Regions from separate parts of the Mus musculus genome. Here region 2 is linked to region 1. The links are chromatin contacts, called in public Hi-C maps. All regions are on one chromosome and are shown on one strand. The core of a region is the stretch at or near the end of the contact, and the rest is flanking DNA. Distances in the headings are between cores, read along the strand shown.

Region 1 (6,533 bases), core at 1,026-3,525:
AAATGTTAAAAAAAAAAAAAAAAAAGAAAGAAAAGGAGTGATTTGGCCTCTGTAACAGTGATGACCTTCGGTTATTTCCTAAAACCTTATTCCCTAAAGAATTAGCCTGAGGGAAGCTACCAGAAATGGAATGAAAGTCATTCCTTACAACTCTTTGTTAGAGGACTTATGCTTGAGTGAGTGCATGGGAAGACTTGCTATCGCCAAGGAAGTTGCAAAGCTATGAGGACTGTTCTTAGTACTATATAGCACTTCTGCCCGGAGCCATCAAGGAGAAGCAAAAAACTAGCAGGTGCTCTTCCTGAGATGGATCCACCATAGACTGTCAAAGTTAATGACAGATTTGCCTCTTAGGCAAGGCTGAGAAGATTTCATTTTAGGAAAGAGTCCTGCTTTCCCTGTTATTGTTAAACATATATAACAATCACTAGGAATTATCCCACCCTTTTGAGTAAATATCTGCAGAACAACGAAGATGTACTACTGTCTTGTATGCTATAAAGACAAATAGATGATTTTTTAGTTCTTAATGATGATTCTATAAGAATTCCTAAAATTGGGCTGAAGAGATGGCTTAGCAATTAAGAGCTCTGACTGCTCTTCCAGAGGTCCTGAACTCAATTCCCAGCAACCACGTGGTGGCTCACAACCATCTGTAATGGGATCTGATGCCTTCTTCTGGTGTGTCTGAAGAGAACGACAGTGTACTCACATACATAAAATAAATCTTTTTTAAAATAATCTTTTTAAAAATAATTTAAAAATCTTTTTAAAATTATTAATGATTATATTAGTAATCATTAAGCTCTTTTATAATAGGATTGCCATTAACTCCTTTCTGATGTCAAAGCTGCATTGAGAAACTCTCCAGTCTTCAAGTGTCAATCAAATGTTAATTGCTTCTGAGACAGCTAGCAGGAATCTACAACTTAGAGCACATTCCAACAGGCTGTAAAACAGTTAACCAAAAGTCATACGAAGGGGAACTAAGGATTTAATATAAGTGCAAGGACAGAAGATAAAATACTGACTGGGTTTATCTATATAAAACTTCACAGCCTGGCAGTGGTGCGTATGCCTTTAATCCCAGCACTCGGGAAACAGAAGCAGGCAGATTTCTGAGTTCGAGGCCAGCCTGGTCTACAAAGTGAGTTCCAAGACAGCCAGGGCTACACAGAGAAACCCTGTATCAAAAAACCAAAAAGAAAAAAAGAATCATTATTAGGGCTGGAGAGATGGCTCAGTGGTTAAGAGCACTGACTTCCAAGGTCCTGAGTTCAAATCCCAGCAACTACATGGTGGCTCACAACCATCTGTAATAAAATCTGATGCCCTCCTCTGGTGTGTCTGAAGACAGCTACAGTGTACTTATATGTAGTGAATCTTTAAAAAAAAAAAAAAAAAAAAAAAAAAACTTCACTAATAACTTAGTCACAAAAATGATAGTTTTTCACTTTTAGTGAACCTGTTGAGCTAAGTAGTGAAATGTTTAACCAGATAATTTTTGTTTTGGTTTTTTTTTTGTTTTTTTTTTTTGAGACAGGGTTTCTCTGTGTAGCCCTGGCTGTCCTGGAACTCACTCTGTAGCCCAGGCTGGCTTCAAACTCAGAAATCCACCTGCCTCTGCCTCCCGAGTGCTGGGATTTAAGGCGTGCACCACCACTGCCTCGCTCAGATAATTACTCTTAATGGATATACATGTAAATATTCTCCGCTGTAAACTTCTTATTCAATTTATGGTTTAAATTTATGTTTGAAGTTCTAGTGAATTTTTGTAAAAAAAAAAAAATGGATGCTTGCATAAGCCACGTGATCTCTTCTTCTAGGAAGGTCCAAAAGACTAGGAAACATTGTATTGGAAGGCATAGCATTGGAAGGCATAGCATTGGGAACAAGGGCATTGTTACATCAGAGCAAAGGAGAGAGCAAGATTAGAAGGAGAATGCAGAGTGGAGTAACTTAGAAATTATAAGGCAACTTAAAAAAAATGAGCAATGTGCAGAATGCAAAGGGGAAGAGGAAAATAGAAGAAGCTGCAGAGAGCAGAAGGAGCAGGCAGGCTTCTCCTTACCACTCGACAGAACAGGTCTTTTCTTGATAGCAAGGCAGGCTTCATCTTACTACAGAGGACAAAGCTTTCTTCTTACAGACTTAAGTTTACTTCATTTAACAACAAAAGGGCAGAAGCTTCTCCTTTCTCCGTGCAGTAAAGATTGGAGCTCATTTTTCATGCAGAATGAGTTACTTCCTTCTGCACCGGTGCTTGGTCTCTTGCTCCATATGCATATGTAAGTATGGATGTGTGTGTAATTATGAAATAAGTAGCTGGACCCAACTGGTTTGAATAGAGACATAAGAATGTGCAAGCATGAATTTGTACATGAACTTATGTGAGTTTATCCATATTTGCTTGTGTAAAAGTTTTTCTTTCTGCAAGCAAGACTCTTCTTTGGATTCAATAGAAGTTTATTGCCCCAGCCTGACAAGAGAGGCATCTGGACAAGAGGGGAAAGGCTCTAGCAATTAATCCTTGACTTAATCCCTGCTGTTTTAGGATGAGGTCATAAACGCCAGAGATGCAAGTTTCTGGCCTCAGAGGAACGCAGACAGGCAGGTCAGCTACTGCAGCAAAGTGACCAAGACTTAAGATAGGTGAGCTGTTATTATCATTAAACAGCAACCTTAAATAGCCAACACTCCCTTCAAGATGCTGACCTTTAAGAGAGAACCAAGAAAGCAGAACAGCCAGGGCAGCCCCCCTCCCCCCCGCCCCCACCAACTTCTTTGATGGAACCAAAATCTCTGTTTTATTTCCCCCTCAGTTTTGTTTTCTTTTTGATATAGCTATATTCCTTATAGCTGTTCTGTGCTTTGAGGAAGGTAACCAAAATTTATAAAACTTATAGTACATGTTGTTTTTAAGAGATTGTACTCATTTAGAAAATGTTCTGTTTAGTTTTTGTCAACTTGACACAGGATAAAGGGAACCTCTCAGTTAAGGAATTGCCTCCATCAGATTGGCACGTTGTGGGGCATTTTCTCCGTTAATGACTGATGGGGGCACAGCTCACTGTGGCTGGTGCTACTCCTGGACAGGTCGTCTTGGGTGCTAGAAGCAAGCAAGCTGAGAAAGCCCTAAGGAACAACCAGTGAGCAGTGGTGCCTTCTGCTTCAGTGTCTGACTTGACTTCAGTTCCTGCCCTGGTGTCCCCTGCTGATAGACTGCAAACTCTAAGCTCTTTCCTCTCCAAGGTGCTTTTAGTCATGGTATTTATTACAGCAACAGAAACCAAATTAGAGCAGAAAGCAACCGAAGTATACTTCAATGAACTGTCCATCATCACCCACAGTTCACCTCACGTAAGATAAGACAGAATTTGCAGTTTGACCTGATGCCTGATGGATATGAATCTGGATGTGTTTTAAAATCTTCTTTACATGTAGCTGTGGGGTTATGTTAATCATTAAAATGCTTTGTCCTAGTGAGGCATAGTGGTGTCCCAGTCCTCAAAAGGCAGAGACAGGCAGGCTGCCTAGCCTTTCTATACAGAGAGTTAGTTTCAGGACAGCTAGCAATATATAGTGAAACCTGTCTCAAAAATTTTTTTTAAAAATTTAATCCCCTTACCCACTTTTGTCTTTAAATTTTCACTATTTTTTCTTACTGTTTTTCTTTAGAAGTAGGATATTAAAGATTAGCTTTTAGCATGAAAAGTTAAATTTCACAAGATGTCTTTTTTTAACAGAACATGCAAGGGGGCACTAAACTTCACGGTCAGCTAGGACATGGAGACAAAGCTTCCTACCGACAGCCAAAGCATGTAGAAAAGTTACAAGGGAAGGCTATCCACCAGGTGTCGTGTGGGGATGATTTCACTGTCTGTGTCACAGGTAAGCCACGCATGAACAGCATCCTGAGTACATTTAACATGGAACATAATACAATGTCGGGTGATATTTTATAGCAAACAACTACCTCCCCCACCCCAAAAAAGACCAGAGACACTTAGGAAATAGACTGATTAATAACAGCGTTCCGAGGCTTGGGGAGAGCCGCTCAGTGATGCAGCACTAGAGCAAGTAAGGCCCTAAGTTCCGTTCCCAAAACTAAGACCAAACTTCCCAGTTGCCTACTGTGTGAAAGAGCGATGAGCAAGGAGAAAGGTGAGTAACAGAAGGCTGAGATACGAGAGAGCACTACGTGTTCTGCTTTGTGGGAGAATACTCTATTCTATCCACCTATTGGATGTCACAAATGCTGATGATGAAGAGGGATTTTTCTTTTCTTTTCTTTTCTTTTCTTTTCTTTTCTTTTCTTTTCTTTTCTTTTCTTTTCTTTTTTTTTTGACTTTTCGAGACAGGGTTTCTCTGTGTAGCCCTGGCTGTCCTGGAACTCACTCTGTAGACCAGGCTGGCCTCGAACTCAGAAATCCTCCTGCCTCTGCCTCCCAGGTGCTAGGATTAAAGGCGTGGGCCACCACTGCCCAGCTGGAATTATTTTTTTTAATTTTATGGCTATGTGTGTATCTAAGAGTGGGTTTGCGCATGTGAGTGTTATACTAACTACAGAGGCCAGGAGAGGTGCTCAGATTTCCCTGACACTGGGTTTGAGTTATGAGCTGCCTGGCGTGGGTGCTGGATATCAAACTGGGGTCCTTTGGAATAGCAGTTCACATTCTAGTGCCAAGCTGGCTCTCCAGTCCCATTGTTGGTATTTCTGTCTACAAAACAGGGAAGGCTCCAGGGAAGTTTGAAGATCATTTAGCATAATAATCTTACAATTATTTAGACTGTTGATTACAGTACTACTACTACCACATGTGGCTCCTTAGTAATCCTTTCTGTGATGGTTTTCTTGCCTTTTGCAGATGAGGGTCAGCTCTACGCCTTTGGATCAGATTATTATGGCTGCATGGGAGTGGACAAGGTTTCTGGCCCTGAAGTGCTAGAACCCATGCAGCTGAACTTCTTCCTCAGCAATCCTGTGGAGCAGGTCTCCTGTGGGGATAATCATGTGGTAGTTCTGACACGAAACAAAGAAGTCTACTCTTGGGGCTGTGGTGAATATGGTAGGTGAAGCCTGTTCCCTCCACTTCCCCCAGGTACTTAGCAGGATGTCAGTCTTTGAGCACTAAACACATCAAGTAGCCTCTGGCTAGGAATATAAGTTCAGAAAGCGTTACAGAGTATCCTCCTAGAGAGGAAGCCCTTGGTGTAATGCCTGCCTTCTTGTGTGTTTCAGGACGGCTGGGTTTGGATTCAGAAGAGGATTACTATACACCACAGAGGGTAACTAAGAAGCAGCCTCTCCTACAGCCTGTCTAAGACATAGACCAAAAAGACATCCTCTCTCCCCGACTGCTCAGAGCAGAGTGTTTATTTCTGAACTCTATCTTGTCTAGGAGACTAACAATCTAGGATTCCTGATTTAGCACTATGTGGTCTTGTCATCTAAATCACAGAAAATTGAGAAAATGGATACAGCTATTATGGACCCTGGAGTCACATCTTACTGAGACATGAAGTTAAAATCAGCACATAAAACAGAAAGTGTCACAGACAGCTAAATCTCCCTAAGAAAGGATGGTGGGGATGATATATATCATGCCAGCCTTGCATTACTACAGTGGAACGCCATCTGAGATTGTTTTTGCTTAGACGTTGTGCAGTAGGAGACATCATATCTGATTACTGTCAGGACTGCCAGAGCGGGCTTTGTAAGAGGCTCCCAAGACCTGAGTCAGCTGAGGGATGAGCACAGCCACACCTCTCTGACATGCCTCAGGGCCCAGGCTTACCTGATCCTGGAAAGTCAGCTACCACTAACTACAGCACTATACGACTGATGGTTGCCAAATTTTATTTCTATTCTAAGATTAAATGGTGCATATAAAGATTGTCTTTAGATTCAACCATTCTACTTGTGAAAAGAAACTAAGGCTTGAGGTTTTATTCATATCCATGGCCCTATCTGACATCTTTCATTCTACAACCCTGTCCTGTGAGCTGTAGAAGGATATGGAAGTCCTAGCTACACTTTCTAGAAGATCGAGATCCTCCAGCTGCTGTCTTTCTTCTAAAGCTGTCAAGGAGCCCTTCCTCTCAGAAGGCAAAGCCAGCTAGAGATCAGAGCTACCCCCTTCCCTGCTTGTCTGCATAGTCTTCCCTCTACAGAAGCCTTCTCCAAAGGTGTAGGAGCCATTCCTCAAAGAGACTAACCGGGAGCATCCGTCCATTCATCTGCAGCCTGTGTCTTAGAAGACTTGAGCTCTGCATTAGGAAGCATGAGCTCCAGGCTGCTGGGCAGCAGGATGGCGGAACTTGAGGCTTATTTTCTAATATGAATTATCTACTTGGGATTCCTTGCAGGTGGATGTTCCAAAGGCCTTAATCATTGTTGCAGTTCAATGTGGCTGTGATGGGACCTTTCTGCTCACTCAGTCAGGCAAAGTGCTGGCCTGTGGACTCAATGAGTTCAACAAGCTGGGGCTGAATCAGTGCATGTCTGGAATCATCAACCATGAAGTGAGTGG
Region 2 (6,533 bases), core at 2,415-4,914, 410 kb before region 1:
AGGCAGAGGCAGAGGCAGAGGCAGAGGCAGAGGCAGAGAGGCAGAGGCAGAGGAGGCAGAGGCAGAGGCAGAGGCAGAGGCAGAGGCAGAGGCAGAGGCAGAGGCAGAGGCAGAGGCAGAGGCAGAGGCAGAGGAGGCAGAGGCAGAGGAGGCAGAGGAGGCAGAGGCAGAGGCAGAGGCAGAGGCAGAGGCAGAGGCAGAGGCAGAGGCAGAGGCAGAGGCAGAGGCAGAGAGGCAGAGGCAGAGGAGGCAGAGGCAGAGGCAGAGGCACAGAGAGGCAGAGGCACAGGCAGAGAGGCAGAGGCGCAGAGAGGCAGAGGCACAGGCAGAGAGGCAGAGGCGCAGAGAGGCAGAGGCAGAGGGATCTCTGTGAGTTTGAGGCCAATCTGGTCAGCAAAGCCAGTTCCAGGACAGCCATGGCTACATGGAGAAAGCTTGTCTTGGTATGCAGCAGGCCTGTAAAAGCTTTAATTCTCAAGCTTCCTTCCAAGCTTTTATAAGGCAGGCCACCATCACCTGCATTTCTCTCAACTCCTCTCCTCCAGGTTCCCACAGAACCACTCACCAAGTTTTGAACAATCCTGTTTTCTGGGGGGTTTTTTGTGTGTCTTTTCCACCCAAAGCTCCAAAGTCTTTCCACAGTTCTTCCAAAAACAACACGGTCATGCCTGTCATAGTCATGCCCCATGATCCTGGTACCAATTTCTGTCCTAATTAGGGTTACTGTTGTTGTGATAACACATACAGACCAAAAGCAACGAATGTGGAGTTTGTTTGGCTTACACTTGCACAACACTGTTCATCATGAGGGAAATCAGGGCAGGAGTGCAAGCAGGGCTGATCCTGGAGGCAGGAGCTAACCCAGGACCACCTGCCTCAGGATGGCATGACACACCATGGACTAGGCCCTCCTCCTTCCATCAATAATTAAGAAAATACCCTACAGGCTTGCCTGCTTGTAGGCGTTTTTCTAACTGAGGTTTCTTCCTCTTGGATGACTATAGCTTGAGTCAAGTTGATGTAAAACTAGCCAAGATGGGTTTTACAATAGGAATTGTGTATGTTAGAGGCAAATTTTGAGGACTAGACCAAGAAGCCACTGGGTTGATTTTGGCCAGAATGAGGCTCACATTTACTGAGAGGGTTGCTATTCTAAAGAGGATTAAGACCCTTTATCCTCCTTCTATTCACCACATAGTGCTGAGGTGTGGAAAGTCTTTTGGGGTACCACTTGGCAGGAGTCTGACATTGGCTAAGGGCAAAGAAGTGGGCTTCAGACAGGAATCTGACATTGTCCTAGGACAGGGAAGTAAGCTCAGGCAGGAATCTAACTTTAGGCTGTGATAGGAAAGTAGGATAAGGCAGGAATTTTAGTCTTAGGGTGGAACTAGGACTCAGGCAAGATTTTTGGGCTTGGAGGAGAAAGTGGGCTCAAATATTTCGGTCATTATGATAAGCCCTTTGTAACAACTATCAGGAGTAATCACAGGATTTAGCTTGCCCAAAATACTTGCATGTAATTAAAGTGGTATTAAAAAGTGGGTTGGAGCCGGGCGGTGGTGGCGCACGCCTTCAATCCCAGTACTTGGGAGGCAGAGACAGGCGGATTTCTGAGTTTGAGGCCAGCCTGGTCTACAAAGTGAGTTCCAGGACAGCCAAGACTATACAGAGAAACCCTGTCTCAACCACCCCCCCCAAAAAAAAGTGGGTTGGAAAATAAAAATTTGCCTTCAGTCTCAGAATTGACTGGGGTTACCCTACAATGTTGTGTGTCTTTTTTCTTTTTAATCCTCACTCCCATGCTGGAGAACCTGTTGACTGACTGAGCGGGCTTGGTCACTGAGGCCCGTGTCTGAAGGGGAAAAGAACACTGGCTTTCTTTCTTTTTTTTTTTTTTTTCTTTCAATTTTTTATTAGGTATTTTCTTCATTTACATTTCAAATGCTATCTTGAAAGTCCCCTATACCCTCTCCCTGCCCTGTTCCCCTACCTGCCCACTACCACTTCTTGGCCCTGGTGTTTCCCTGTACTAGGGCATATAAAGTTTGCAAGACCAAGGGGCCTCTCTTCCCAATGATGGCTGACTAGGCCATCTTCTGCTACATATGCAGCTAGAGACATGAGCTCTGGGGGGTACTGGTTAGTTCATATTGTTGTTCCATATAGGGCTGCAGATCCCTTCAGCTCCTTGGGTACTTTTTCTAGCTCCTCCATTGGGGGCCCTGTGTTCCATCCAATAGATGACTGTGAGCATCCACTTCTGTAGTTGCCAGGCACTGGCATAGCCTCACAAGAGACAGCTATATCAGGGTCCTTTCAGCAAAATCTTGCTGGCATATACAATAGTGTCTGCGTTTGGTGACTGATTATAGGATGGATCCCTGGGTGGGGCAGTCTCTGGATAGTCCATCCTTTCATCTCAGCTCCAAACTTTGTCTCTCTAACTCCTTCTTTGTTCCCTATTCTAAGGAGGAATGAAGTACCCACACGTTGGTCTTCCTTCTTCTTGATTTTCTTGTGTTTTGCAAATTATATCTTGGGTATTCTAAGTTTCTGGGCTAATATCCACTTATCAGTGAGTGCATATCAAGTGACTTCTTTTGTGATTGGGTTACCTCACTCAGGATGATATCCTCCAGATACATCCATTTGCCTAAGAATTTCATAAATTCATTGTTTTTAATAGCTGAGTAGTACTACATTGTATAAGTACCATACTTTCTTTATCCATTCCTCTGTTGAGGGACATCTGTGTTCTTTCCAGCTTCTGGCTATTATAAATAAGGCTGCTACGAACATAGTGGAGCATGTGTCCTTATTACCAGTTGGAACATCTTCTGGGTATATGCCCAGGAGAGGAATTGCTGGATCTTCTGGTAGTACCCAATTTTCTGAGAACTCCTCTTTCACGGTTCAGGTGTCACGGACCTGGACAAAGAGAGAAGATCCAGAAGGAGCTATGTGCAGGGAGTGAAAGCGGGGAAGTGCTTCTGTTCACCTGCCCATTGATCACACTCATGTCCGCATTTCAGTTGAGACTGAAATCACTAGGCAGCCACACATTTCAGATTGAGGTGACTCCTCACTGCCATAAAGGTCAAACACCCTGTGCTGACACAGCTCCCCCTCCCCCACCGACTTGAGTCATTGTGTCTGAATGACTGTGCTGACACAAACGGGCCTCAGCTGGTGAATCCAACGGACAGAAGAAGTGGGGCACGGGGCAGGGCAGCCTGGCAGAGCAGAGACACTGGGCACAGGGGTTTTCTCTGCTCTGTGACCAGAGAGCTAGCTGGTTGCTTGATGACTAGAGCCGAACACGACAGTACAGAAATTAGAGGACTTGCCATAGAGGAGGTATGGGATGAACTTTGACCCTCACATCAAATGTCTTCAAGGTGATATGTGGAGGCCAGGTGGAACCCCCAAACTGTTGAGAGCTTCCTGTCAATCATTTATGACTCCCTTTATAGTGAGCTTTGGGGGTGCCCAGAGAGGTGGAAGCTTACATCCAGAGATCACAACTGTGCACCCCACTCCTGGCAGAGCAAGGAAGGTATGACCATTGGCCGGAACTTCAATGGTCAGCTCAGCGTGAAACAGGGACCAAAAATTGGCACGTGCAGTTCTCCATCTTATCGCTAGGTGGCAGCACTACCTAGGTGCTGTCCCCGTGGTTCTGTGTACAATGTGGAGCTAGAGAACCTTCCTTAGCGTTTCAAGCCTGGCCCGAAGATCCCAGCTTTGGGGTCAGCGCAGGCCAGCCTGAGTCCTGTGTTCGCACTTAATTAACACGGGCAAACCAGGTAGCGTCTTTTGAGGCTGTTTCTGTATCTAAGATGAGGGTTACAACAGTTCCTGAAAACATCACGAAAAGAAAAATAGGGCCAAAAAGGATGCCACCGGCAGTCTCTGCCAACCCTCGGAGCACATTCACATCCCTCCCCCATTGCAGTTATTTTTATTATTTTGTCCTTCACACTCACCCCAATGCTCACTTCAAACAAGCATATGAAAGCATTTTGAGGTAGGGAGAGAGAGGGCAGGATTGCCATCACTCTGAAACTGTAAGTCCCTTCCCTCTACAGGCTGACTTGGTCATTATGTCTCATAACAGCAATAGAAAAGTCACTAATACAGAGGAGGGAAGAGGGACAGAGGGACAGAGGGACTAGGCCGGTGAAGAACAGCAGAGTCCCAGAATCTTCTGCAAGGGTGCACCTTCAACGACCTAAGGAGCTCCTCTTGACCCTTGTATTTGGTTTCGGATCAAGGACAAGAGACCCAAGTGTGGATCTTACATACCAAAGCAGACCTGGCCTCCAGATTCTCCCAGAATCCCTCAGTCTCTACCTGGCATACCCTGCCCCCAACCTTGAACTTTCTAGCCCAGGGTCTGGGCTTTGGCTGTCGTGTCCCCCCCCCCCCCCAATCTCTTCCCTGTAAAATCCAGACATTTTCATCTCTTTTTTTCCTACTCTCTCAAAATGTTGAAATGTCATTGCAAGTCACCTCAGGCCCTCTTTCTTATCTTCATTGAGTTTATTAATATTGAACTCCAGATTATAAAATGAGTAAAGTCTTTCTGACTTTGAGGGGTAAACTTGACGATAACCCTGCCTAAAAGAGCCACGGAACCCATGGGATATCTGGGTTGCAGTTTTTAAGACATTGGCATTCCCACTTGTGATCCGGCCAAGCTTTTTTTTTCTCACACTTGGCACTGCAGTATTTGGCGGTTCGGCACAGAGAACACCACACCATCTTTTCTTTCTTTTGCCAGGGCTTCAAAAAGGTTAAAAGTAGACAGCGGCAGCTGAGAATCATCTGTGATATGTTATTTGTCCGCTGCCAGGGAAATGAGCCAATTCAAGTCAGATTATATTATATTAAAGTGGGTTTATTGAGAAGCTGCTCTCGGGCAAATTCACTGGCTCCAAGGATTGAGGCCAGGGGAGTCGCCATGGTGAGGGATATGGGAGGATGCACAGGAACACACACACACACACACACACACACACACACACACACACACACACAGAGAGAGAGAGAGAGAGAGAGAGAGAGAGAGAGAGAGAGAGAGAGCAAAACGTTGGAAGGGAAGAGCCTGGGGAGGGGTAGGGGCAGTGTTGGAAAGTTCAAGGCAGGGTTTGCCAGGTAGGAACTGCGGGATGCTGGGAGAATCTGGAGACACAGTCTGCTTTGGTATGTAAAATGTGTACCTCTGTCCCATGTCTCTGGTCTGAAACCAAACGCCTTGAAGAGTAAAGCTTCCACTATATTCCAATAACGTCATCCTGGAGACCAAACCTTCAGTTGTAAAGCTCTGGGGTTTCAAATCCCCAGCCATTATTTAAAGGCAAGCAGCTGTATTTGGTGTAGGACGGACCAATGCGCCTGAAGCTAGAGGCTGAGCTCAGCTTGTTGTCATGGTTCCTGCTAGAAGCAGTAGTGGTTGTCCAGGTCGGCTAGCTGCTCTGGGGACTGGTGCATGGTTAGCAGAATGCCTGGCTTCTAGTAGGGCATAGGCATCCCAGAGCTCACTCAGGGAGCCCTGAGTGTCAGGACCCAGTGTCCCTCTATGGGAAACCCATATATAGCCACTATCTTTGGTTTGTTTTAAAGATTTGTTTATTTATTTAGTTCATGTATGTGGGTACACTGTACTGTCTTCAGACACACCAGAAGAGGGCGTCAGATCTCATTACAGATGGTTGGGAGCCACCATGTGGTTGCTGGGAATTGAACTCAGGACCTCTGGAAGAGCAGTCAGTGCTCTTAACTGCTGAGCCATGTCTCCAGCCCTGTCTTTTGGTTTATGACTTTGCTGGAACAATATGTTTAGCTCACAGATACAAGGGAAGGTACAGAAGGTAGCAGGAACCTGGACAGCTACACGAGTTCCCTGGTCAGGGCTCCTCCTGTGGTGGTGAACTGGCCTCACCCTTCCTTCTCTGAGAGCTTTCTCTTGAAGAGTCAAATTCCCAGGAGATGTTCTCATTGGCTCAGCCTGCATCACATGATTGCACCTTAATCAGATAAATCAAGCCCTCTTGATTATCCGTCCTTTGCCTAGAAGGAGGCAATTCTTTTTTAAAAGTTTATTAGCAAATTCATTATACATAATGGGGTTCATTAAGATAGCCTTATATGCATAATATAGTTTGATCATAATTACCCACCAGTACTATCTTTTGTCCCTCTCCTGTCACTGGTCACCTTCCTCTTTTTGAGGCAGTCCCTTTCTACTCTGTAGGTCTTTGGTGACTGCCTGAGGGCCTTCCCCAGTGGAGGGTCCTTGATGACGGGGCAGCCCGAAGAGGAGATAAGAGGAGGGGCGGGAGGAGTGAGTCAGGCGATGGTGTTCTGGGGAATCTGACAGCTCTGACTGACTAGCAGTCAGGTGCTTCTTTATATAGGTTTCACAGAACAAGGACAGACTAATGGTTATCTAAGAAATATAGATTATGGTTGATTTTTTTTGTTACATGTCCAAGGTTACAAGTTCAGTCACAATTAGAAAATACAAACAG

What was found. Hi-C and Micro-C count contacts between places; a contact is called where the count stands out from the background.
Region 2: a contact with region 1 is called in a Hi-C map of bone marrow-derived macrophages, with 15 read pairs. The contact joins two enhancer-like sites. A contact is called at or near these places in 1 of 15 datasets of contacts at CTCF or cohesin (large pre-B cells) and 1 of 484 Hi-C or Micro-C datasets (bone marrow-derived macrophages).

What each region holds. Positions count from the first base shown.
Region 1 is chr12:85,312,938-85,319,470 of GRCm38.p6, reverse strand. Nek9 (NIMA (never in mitosis gene a)-related expressed kinase 9) reads left to right here. Exons shown (of 22, transcript NM_145138.2): 11 at 3,747-3,891; 12 at 4,869-5,069; 13 at 5,243-5,289; 14 at 6,370-6,525. Among named protein-coding and RNA genes, the nearest start is that of Nek9, 23 kb to the left of the region's middle. Within about 2 kb of position 2,275, at least 5 of the 459 cell types and tissues checked have an H3K27ac peak or open chromatin away from gene starts, as enhancers often do. A contact at or near this core is called in bone marrow-derived macrophages, where this site is marked.
Region 2 is chr12:85,726,697-85,733,229 of GRCm38.p6, reverse strand. No RefSeq gene overlaps it. Among named protein-coding and RNA genes, the nearest start is that of Flvcr2, 17 kb to the left of the region's middle. Within about 2 kb of position 3,664, at least 10 of the 459 cell types and tissues checked have an H3K27ac peak or open chromatin away from gene starts, as enhancers often do. A contact at or near this core is called in bone marrow-derived macrophages, where this site is marked.